Regions from separate parts of the Mus musculus genome. Here region 2 is linked to region 1. The links are chromatin contacts, called in public HiCAR-type maps. All regions are on one chromosome and are shown on one strand. Each heading gives the region's core, a stretch centred on a gene start, on an enhancer-like site or on the middle of the called end of the contact. The rest is flanking DNA. Distances are from core to core; before and after follow the strand shown.

Evidence for each region. HiCAR-type assays count read pairs that join an accessible place to other places.
Region 2: a contact with region 1 is called in a HiCAR-type map of astrocytes, with 4 times the contacts expected there. The contact joins the promoter of Ints2 here to the promoter of Znhit3 in region 1. A contact is called at or near these places in 2 of 39 promoter capture datasets (both in liver) and 1 of 115 datasets of contacts at active chromatin or transcription factors (astrocytes).

What each region holds. Positions count from the first base shown.
Region 1 is chr11:84,913,934-84,918,120 of GRCm38.p6, reverse strand. Znhit3 (zinc finger, HIT type 3) reads left to right here and starts at 1,755. Exons shown (of 5, transcript NM_001005223.3): 1 at 1,755-1,865; 2 at 1,991-2,022; 3 at 3,836-3,910. The coding sequence starts at 1,780.
Region 2 is chr11:86,255,668-86,259,854 of GRCm38.p6, reverse strand. It overlaps Ints2 (integrator complex subunit 2), which reads left to right and starts at 2,261. Exons shown (of 25, transcript NM_027421.3): 1 at 2,261-2,651; 2 at 3,526-3,832. The coding sequence starts at 3,537. The region is part of intron 2 of Brip1os (BRCA1 interacting protein C-terminal helicase 1, opposite strand); the gene reads right to left.

The sequences.
Region 1 (4,187 bases), core at 506-3,005:
GTTGTTGGCCTTCTCTGGTTGTCCCATTTTAATTTGGACCTTCTGGAAACCAAAGGTCACATCTCTGTTGAAGACTAGGAACGAAAAGGGTTATTGGGTCAGTGTGAATTTGTATTGGATTCTAAGCAAGCTCTTGACGGGCTGACGGGAGCAAAGAGAGAGCCAAAGGGGCCTTCTGATTTAGCGGAAGGACAGTGTTTTGGGCCTGGAGAGCCTTCCAGCGGTCCCATGATACTAAAGAAGGACTCTTACTCATTTCCCATCCTTTCTACCGAGTCAGACCAAATTGTCAGTAGCAGAGATCCAGGAGATTAGACTCCTTCCGAGTATCATGGAAATAACCCTTTTGCCAGCTACAGGTTAAAAAATATATATGTATGATTTCCATTTGTCTTTCAATAGCTCAAGAATTTAGGTCTGGACATCCACTTTAATTGATAAAAGGGCTCAGGTAGCAACCAAGCCCTCTAAGACACTCAAAGAGTGGGAGTCAGGGCTCCAGGCACTGCCTAGTTTGCAGCAGCTCCATCTCAGCAGGCACAGATGCTCATGCGCACACTTATTAACAGGGACCCTAGAGCAGGGCTGGTGGAAACAGAGGCAGGCCGGCTCTGTGAGTTCAAGCTCAGCCTGGTATACAGCATGAGTTCCAGGACAGCCAGGGTTACACAAAGAAACCCTGTCTTAAAAACAAAAACAAAAACAAAAACAAACAAACAAATCAACAAAGGACCCTAGAGCCTGAATGGGCCACATAGATGAGGAGGAGGCATTTGGGAGAGGAACATGATTTAAGGTCCTGGAAGCTGGAGTTTAGGTTAGACCAAATTCAGAGCTTCAGAGAGGAGCAAGTTTCTTAAAGAAAACAGGATTCCAAGTAGGGCCTGGTGACACACCCTGCAACAGGGTCTCAGACCTTAACACAACTGACTCCACGATTTTGTCTATAACTAAAGTCTATAGTAGCCTTCAAGGTTAGTCATAGCCCATCTATTCTGACTCATTAGCCTGGATTCCTTTAGCCTAGCCACTGATCTGCTCTGCAGTCAGTCAACTCCACCATGGCTTGTAGTGGCATGAAGCACAAGAAAACCTACAGGCTCATTTTCAGAGTCGTGCAAATGCACGGCTTGACACTAAAATTCCAGTCTCTTCCTTAGTCCTTTCCCCATTCTGTTTTCACTTCAAGCCTTGTGCTCCTAGGGAAGAGACCGTCTTCCAATCATCCCCAGTGTCTGGACATTGTAGAACTCACAGTCGGGGTTCAACAAGCATTTGTCAGCAGCTCAGCCTCAAATGTCTTTTGGGCTGGGAGAAGTGGCTTAGCAGTAAGGACCGCTAGATGCTGTTACAGAGTTTGAGTCTTAACATTCACAGTAGGAAGTTCAAACCCGCCTATCTCTAGCTCCATTGGATCTGATATCTTTTTCTGGTCTCTCTTGGGGCAGGGACATCATTTACCCCGGCACAGGCGCACACGTATACAGTTTTTTTTTTTTTTTAATGTCTTTGATTAGGCATGGTGGTGCACACTTGTGATGTCAGTGTCAGGGATGCAGAGGCAGAAAAATCCTGAGTTCCGTGGCCTGATCTAATCAGAGGAAAAAAATCCTTGACGCAGCAGCTCTAAATGCACATCTACTGTATCGACACTCTACAGGTGAGGCCTAGAATAGAGAACAGGATCAATCCATTGCTTCTGACTGCCAATGAGTGCGGAGCGCTGTGATTGGCCCTTGTTTAGGTAAAAGAGTGAGCGCGGGTGTCTTCTGGGAAGTCATGGCGTCGCTGAATTGTAGGACTGCGGTCTGTGTGGTCTGTTTGGAGAAGCCGAAATACCGTTGCCCGACTTGCCGCGTGCCCTAGTGAGCCAGAGCGGGTAGTGGGTTCGGAGGGAGGCCGGGCTGCGGGCGGCGGCTGCGGGCAAGGGGTACGTGCTGCGGCCGCTCGTGCTGATCGTGCTGACCTGAGCCTGTCTGTCTCATTACAGCTGTTCGGTCCCCTGTTTTCAGAAGCACAAAGGTAAGACCCCGGGACACCGTCGCAGCCCTTGCTCCTTCTTTGTACCGTACAGGCCCCATGCCCCCAGGAACCCGAAGCGGGAGGATTCCCGCCAGTTCAAAGCCAGCCTGACTACAGACTGAGACCCTGTCTCAAATAATCCAAAGCAAGTCAGCTGCTTTCTTGGGAAAAGTCTTAGCTATTTATTCATCTTGACATTCTAGTGTAGCCCCTCACTATCGCAGAAACTGCCTTGGCTGAGGTCAATTAGCCAGCAATGGTTGTCTTTAAAATATGGTTGTTTATTATTTACAATAGGAGAAATTTTCTTTTTCTGTGTGTGGTATTTTGAGACAGGTTCTCCTCCTCCTCCTCTTTTTTTTTTTTTCCGAGGCAGGGTTTCTCTATGTAGCTCTGGCTGTCCTGGGACTCACTCTGTAGACCAGGCTGGCCTCGAACTCAGAAATCCGCCTGCCTCTGCCTCCCGAGTGCTGGGATTAAAGGCGTGAGCCACCACGCCCGGCTGGTTCTTTTTCTTCTTTCATTTTCCTTCTTTCTTTGTTTGCTTTTCAATAAAGGGTTTCTGGCTGCCTTCGAACTCGCTCTGTAGACCGGGCTGGCTTCAAATTCATAGCGATCTGCCTGCCTCTTGCCTCCCAAGTGCTGTTTTATTTTGTGCTGAGAAAGAGTATCTCAGATTCACTATATATTCCTTTTTTTGTTTTGTTTTTGTTTTTGTTTGTTTTTCGAGACAGGGTTTCTCTGTGTAGCCCTGGCTGTCCTGGAACTCACTTTGTAGACCAGGCTGGCCTCGAACTCAGAGATCTGCCTGCCTCTGCCTCGCGAGTGCTGGGATTAAAGGCGTACACCACCACGCCTGGCTGAACTATATATTCTATACTCCTCCCAGACTCACAATCCCCATGCCTTAGTTTCCTAATGCTGGGATTAAAGGCACAAGCCACCACGGCCCAGCTGAGACTGGCTCTTTTTTTTTTTTTTTTATGTAGTTCAGGCTGGCCTATCTATCATGATCATGCTTTGTCATCCTCAAATGCTAGGATTATAGGAGCCACCAGAACTGGTTAAAATAAGTTCCTGACCTATTGAGAATGGAGCTGGAGCGATGGCTCGGCTGTTAAGAGCTTCTTGTTGCTTTCCCAGAGGTTCTGAGTTTGGTTTTCAGCACCTGCCTACTATAGGCAACTTGTAGGTCCATTCCCAGGGGCTCTGACTCCCCTTCAGGGGCTCTGACTCCCTCTTCTGGCCTCTGTAAACACTGCATACATGTAGCACATTCTCCCTCTGTCTCTGCTGTTTTCTCCCACCCCAGGCTCAGACCTATCCCTGCCGAAATGCTTGCTTTCTGCTTGTGAAAGCTCGCTCCGTTAAGTCTCTGGGCTTCCTCAGGTAGACTTAGAGCAGACTTTTCTTACCTTATCCATGTGTTCCATGACTACTAAACCCCTCTGACCTGGGAGTTATGACCTTCATGTCCTAGCGGCACATGGGTGCACACATACAGTAACTGTTGATGAATTGTGTTATGTTTATAGAAGTCACTGCCATTAATCCTGGGGGAAGTCCTGTGAAGGTAGGGTGGGGCACACAACCACCTTGCCCAGGTCCAAGCTCAGTCGGCTTCCTCGCCCCTTCTGCTGGACTCGGAATTACTCACGGTTCTCTGACTGATCGCTTGGTTTGACCTGTCTCTCCCTCTGTGTGTCTCTACCCAGTACACATTCAGTACACTGGCCGTGATGGGGACTTGCGGCCTCGTTGGCTGGCATGGAGGGTTGTGTTTGGCTATGCCTGAAATTTGTGTCTCTCTCAGAGCAGTGCAGCTCTGAAGCCCGACCTGTTGAGAAGAGAAGAGCAGGGCCTCCTGTGAGGTCTGAGGAGAGCAAAGGTGAGGTGGTTGGGGCTTTTGTTGTTGTGTTTGTTTGTTTGTTTTTCGAGAAAGGGCTTCTCTGTGTAGTCCTGGAAATCATTCTGTAGGCCAGACTGGCCTTCCTTGCCTCTGCCTCCAGAGTGCCGAGATTAAAGGCGTGCACCACCACTACCTAGCATGGTGGTCGAGTTTAAACAACACACTTCAATTGATTTCAAAGATACTAAATGGTAAGGAAAGGAGAGGGGGTAAATGGACAGGATACAGGAGGATGCCTTTTTGGGGGAGCAGCAGC
Region 2 (4,187 bases), core at 1,012-3,511, 1.3 Mb before region 1:
ATTTAAAAGAAATGATCAGTCAAGCTGGGTGGTGGAGGCACACACCTTTAGTCCCGCACTTGGGAGGCAGAGAGACGTGGAGCTCTTTGAGTTCAAGGGTAGTCTGGTCTTCTGAGTTTTAGGATAGCCAGGGCTACACACACACACACACACACACACACACACACAAATCCTGTCTTGGTTGGTAATTCGTTGAAGGATGCTCAATTTTTTTTTTTTGTTTTTAAATATTCATTTATTTCCTTTTTCTGAGTTTAGGTGTTTTGCCTGCATATTCTGTGTACAATATGTCTTCAGTGCCCATAGAGGCCAGAAGAGAGTTTTGGAAATGTAATTACAGACTGTTAGCTGCCTTGTGAACTCTGGTCCTCTGGAAGATCAGCTAGTGCTCTTAACCATTAAGCCATCTCTCTGGCTCCAGAAATACTTTTTTTTTTCTTTTCTTTCTAGACAGGGTTTCTCTGTGTAACTCTGGCTTTCCTGGAACTCACTCTGTAGAACAGGTTGGCCTTGAACTCAGGAAATCTGCCTACCTCTGCCTCCCAAGTGCTGGGTTGAAAGGCGCCACATTTGCTCAGAAATATTTAATAAGCAAGCCAAGCCAAGCCAAGCCAAGCCAAGCAAGCAAGGAAACAAGCAAACAAGGAAAAACTATTGTGTGTGTGTCCTGCAGAGGCCAGAAGAGGGTGTCAAACCCCTTGGAGTTTTGGAGCCACAAGTATAGGTACTGGGAACTGAACTCAGGTCCTCTGAAGAGCAGAATTTTTTTTTTTAAAGATTTCTTTATTATTATATCTAAGTACATTGTAGCTGTCTTCAGACACCTAGAAGAGGGCATCAGATCTCATTATGGATGGTTGTGAGCCACCATGTGGTTGCTGGGATTTAAACTCAGGACCTTCGGAAGAGCAGTCAGTGCTCTTAACCGCTGAGCCATCTCTCCAGCCCAAAAGCTGCATTTTAATAAAATAGTTCAGAGGCTTGACAGATGGCACAGCATGCCAGGTGTTGGTCGCTGAGCCAGATGACATGAATTCAAGTCCCAGGACATACATGGTGGAAGGAGAAAATGAGCTTCCATGAGTTATTCTTTTTTCTCACAAGTAAACACATGCACAAATGTCACACACACACACACACACACACACACACACACACACACACACACACACAAACGCGCGCGCGCGCGCGCAAGGTCATGCAAACCTTGGGTGAACCAGGAACAACAACCACAACAAAAAACGTAAGCTGGTGAAGATGGCACAATCCTATAATTCCACAATTTGAAAGGCTGAAGCAGAAGTTCAGAGCAGCCTGGACTACATAGTGTGGCGCTGTCTCCAGAACATTTATTATGAGATAAATAGACTTGCAATTTTTAAGATGGTGAGACTTTAGTTTTGATTTTCTTTCACAAGTGCCACATATAATATTGAGAAGGTTCCACTGAATTCGTTCCTAAAATTCACTCTTGAATAGGATTTTTGTAACCTCGAGACCCGAGAAAGCTACCAAACATAGAGCCTCTAGTATGAGCCCTGGGCAGACAGAGGGGTTGTGTCAAGTACCAGTCATCCTTGTCTACATAATGAACTCCAGGCCAACAAGGACCACATATACCTTGTCTGAAAAACAAAACCAACCTCGAATGCAAGCCGGAAGTGGTAGCATGCGCTTATAATTTGGGTACACACCATAAAACTAAATAATGAAAAGTTATTACACTTTGGCCTTAGTGTATAGACTTATGATTAATTACTTTTTTTTTTTTTTTTCGACACATGGTTTCTCTGTGTAGCCCTGGCTGTCCTGGAACTCACTCTGTAGACCAAGCTGGCCTCGAACTCAGAGATCCGCCTGCCTCTGCCTCCCAAGTGCTGGGATTAAAGGCGTGCGCCACCACTGCCCGGCTTCATTACTTTTAAAATTCCCCTACACACAGGTCTTGGGATTCTAGAACTTTCTAGACCGCACCGGCAGGGGTTTAAAGGAGGCTGCAATCGGGTTCCATTAGGCAAATTTCTGTGGAGGAACAGAGCGGACAACTTTTGCCATTTAATACATTATTGTTATTTAAATGTCGCGATAATTGGTTCGGGGGTCGGGATTTCGCTCTGACCGTTTAGGAACTCATCTGACAAGGTTCCAAGAGAAAAGCTCTGGAAAACAAGAAAGTGTAACACTCCACGCTTTCGGAAGCGGGGAGGGCGGTGACGGAGGAAGGGGCGGGCCTGCGCATGCGCAGAGCGGCCCTAAGCTGGCTTTTCTTATCGCCGCCGACGTCTTCTCAGTGCTGTACGGTGGCCGGCGCGTGCCAGAAGCTTGGGATGAATGGAGGTGCAGGGTGCAGGTTGAACTAAGTCTCTGCTTTCCCCTCTCTCCTGGTTGCTTCTCCCTTTTTTTTCCCTTTCCTTTTTACTTTTTTTTTTTTTTTTGCAGTGTCCCCATTCTGATTCTCGCTCTGTCGACGGCACTGTTGGTGCCAGCGTCAGAGTTCTTGGTGCCTGAGTCGACTCCGGGCATTGCCGGGGTTTGGGGATCTGGATAATCACCTAGGCCCAACTTCGGACCGCGCTCTCCATTTCTGCCTCGTCTGGCTCTCGGAGGCGGAATCCGAGTGGGTCCCTTGAGGCTGGAGGGTTGATCTTAAGGTATGAAGCGTCGGCTTCTCGGGCCCAAGTGCCGCTTTGTCTGAAGTCCGCCTGACTCTTCGCAGCCCGGGTCACTCGATTCTCATTGCTGCCTGGCAGAGACCCCTGAGTCCTGTCACCTCTGCCTTGAGCTTACTCTACTGTTAAAAGACCAGCGCTTACTATTGAAACAGCAGCATTTCTGCCTACGATTCTTTGTCCACAGCTCTGCTAGGGAGTAGGTCTTAAGACTGAGTGGTCTCTGTTAACTGTTCCATGTCACCTCTCTTTTCTGCTACCTTTTGAAAATTTACTCAAAACCACAGTGCCCAAGTGAGACTCTCTTTAACTCCTTCAGCTGACTGTACATACACATCTACCTCTATAACAATAGGGGTACGGAATAGCGTTGTGGCTTTCAGAACCATGCCTCTGACATTACTTTTGGCCCGTGAGATGATTTACCAGTGTTTCCATGTAGTTGGGAGGTAGAAAGAGAAGCCCAACTGATATTTATATTTATCTGGTAGGCTTGTAAAATGAAAGAGATCTGGCTGCAGCCGTTCATTTTCTCTCCATATTTCATGGAACTCATGTAATGGGCATAATGAGGGAAGTCTTGGCTGTGTTCAGGGTAGGAGGGTTCACTGGGACACAAAGTATTAGAGCAAATGATCTCTAAATTGAGAAGAAACATTAATCTGCAGTTTTCCTTCTTATCTTCCAGATGTCAGTAGAAACATAGAGACAGAAACCTGAGCTTTAATTGTGCCAACAACATTGCCAATGCAAGGACCTACTAAGTATTTAGTATACTTTGTTAGATTTTAAAGAAGGTTGTCATATATGTGGGAAGTAGATACCGATTTTCATTTTGTTGTTTTGGACTCCTTAGGATCGAGAGCGATGACGCCCGAGGGTACAGGCCTGCAGTTTGTCAGCCCTTTTGCTTTTGAAGCTATGCAGAAGGTGGATGTTGTCCGCCTGGCGTCCTTAAGTGATCCGGAATTAAGACTCCTCTTGCCCTGCCTGGTGAGGATGGCACTTTGTGCTCCTGCTGACCAGAGCCAAAGTTGGGCACAGGATAAGAAACTTATACTTCGCCTCCTGTCTGGAGTGGAAGCTGTCAACTCCATTGTTGCACTGTTGTCTGTGGACTTCCACGCTCTAGAACAAGATGCCAGCAAAGAACAGCAGCTTAGGTAAAGTTCACTTGTGTGTTAGGACTTGGGAGTTACTTGATATTCCAGAGGAGGGGGTTGTAATGATGCTCAGGTCTGTCAGAGCTCCCCCAGCAAAGGGAGAGTAATGTCTGAGAAGCATTTGACAGAGGTCTTTTCTAGTTAAATTCCTAAGAGCTGCTTTCTGTGTTATAAAATGTTGCTCAGAGAAGATTAGCTACATATTAGGTCAGTTACTCTGAGTGGGGACTGAGGAGGAGAAAGTCTTCTAGAGTGGAAGGTTTTATGGGAATGACTGAGCTTTTAAAATTACGTTGCTCCCCACTCCCCCCCCCCCAGACTCCAGGCTGGTTTTGTATCCTTTCATGTCCCTTGT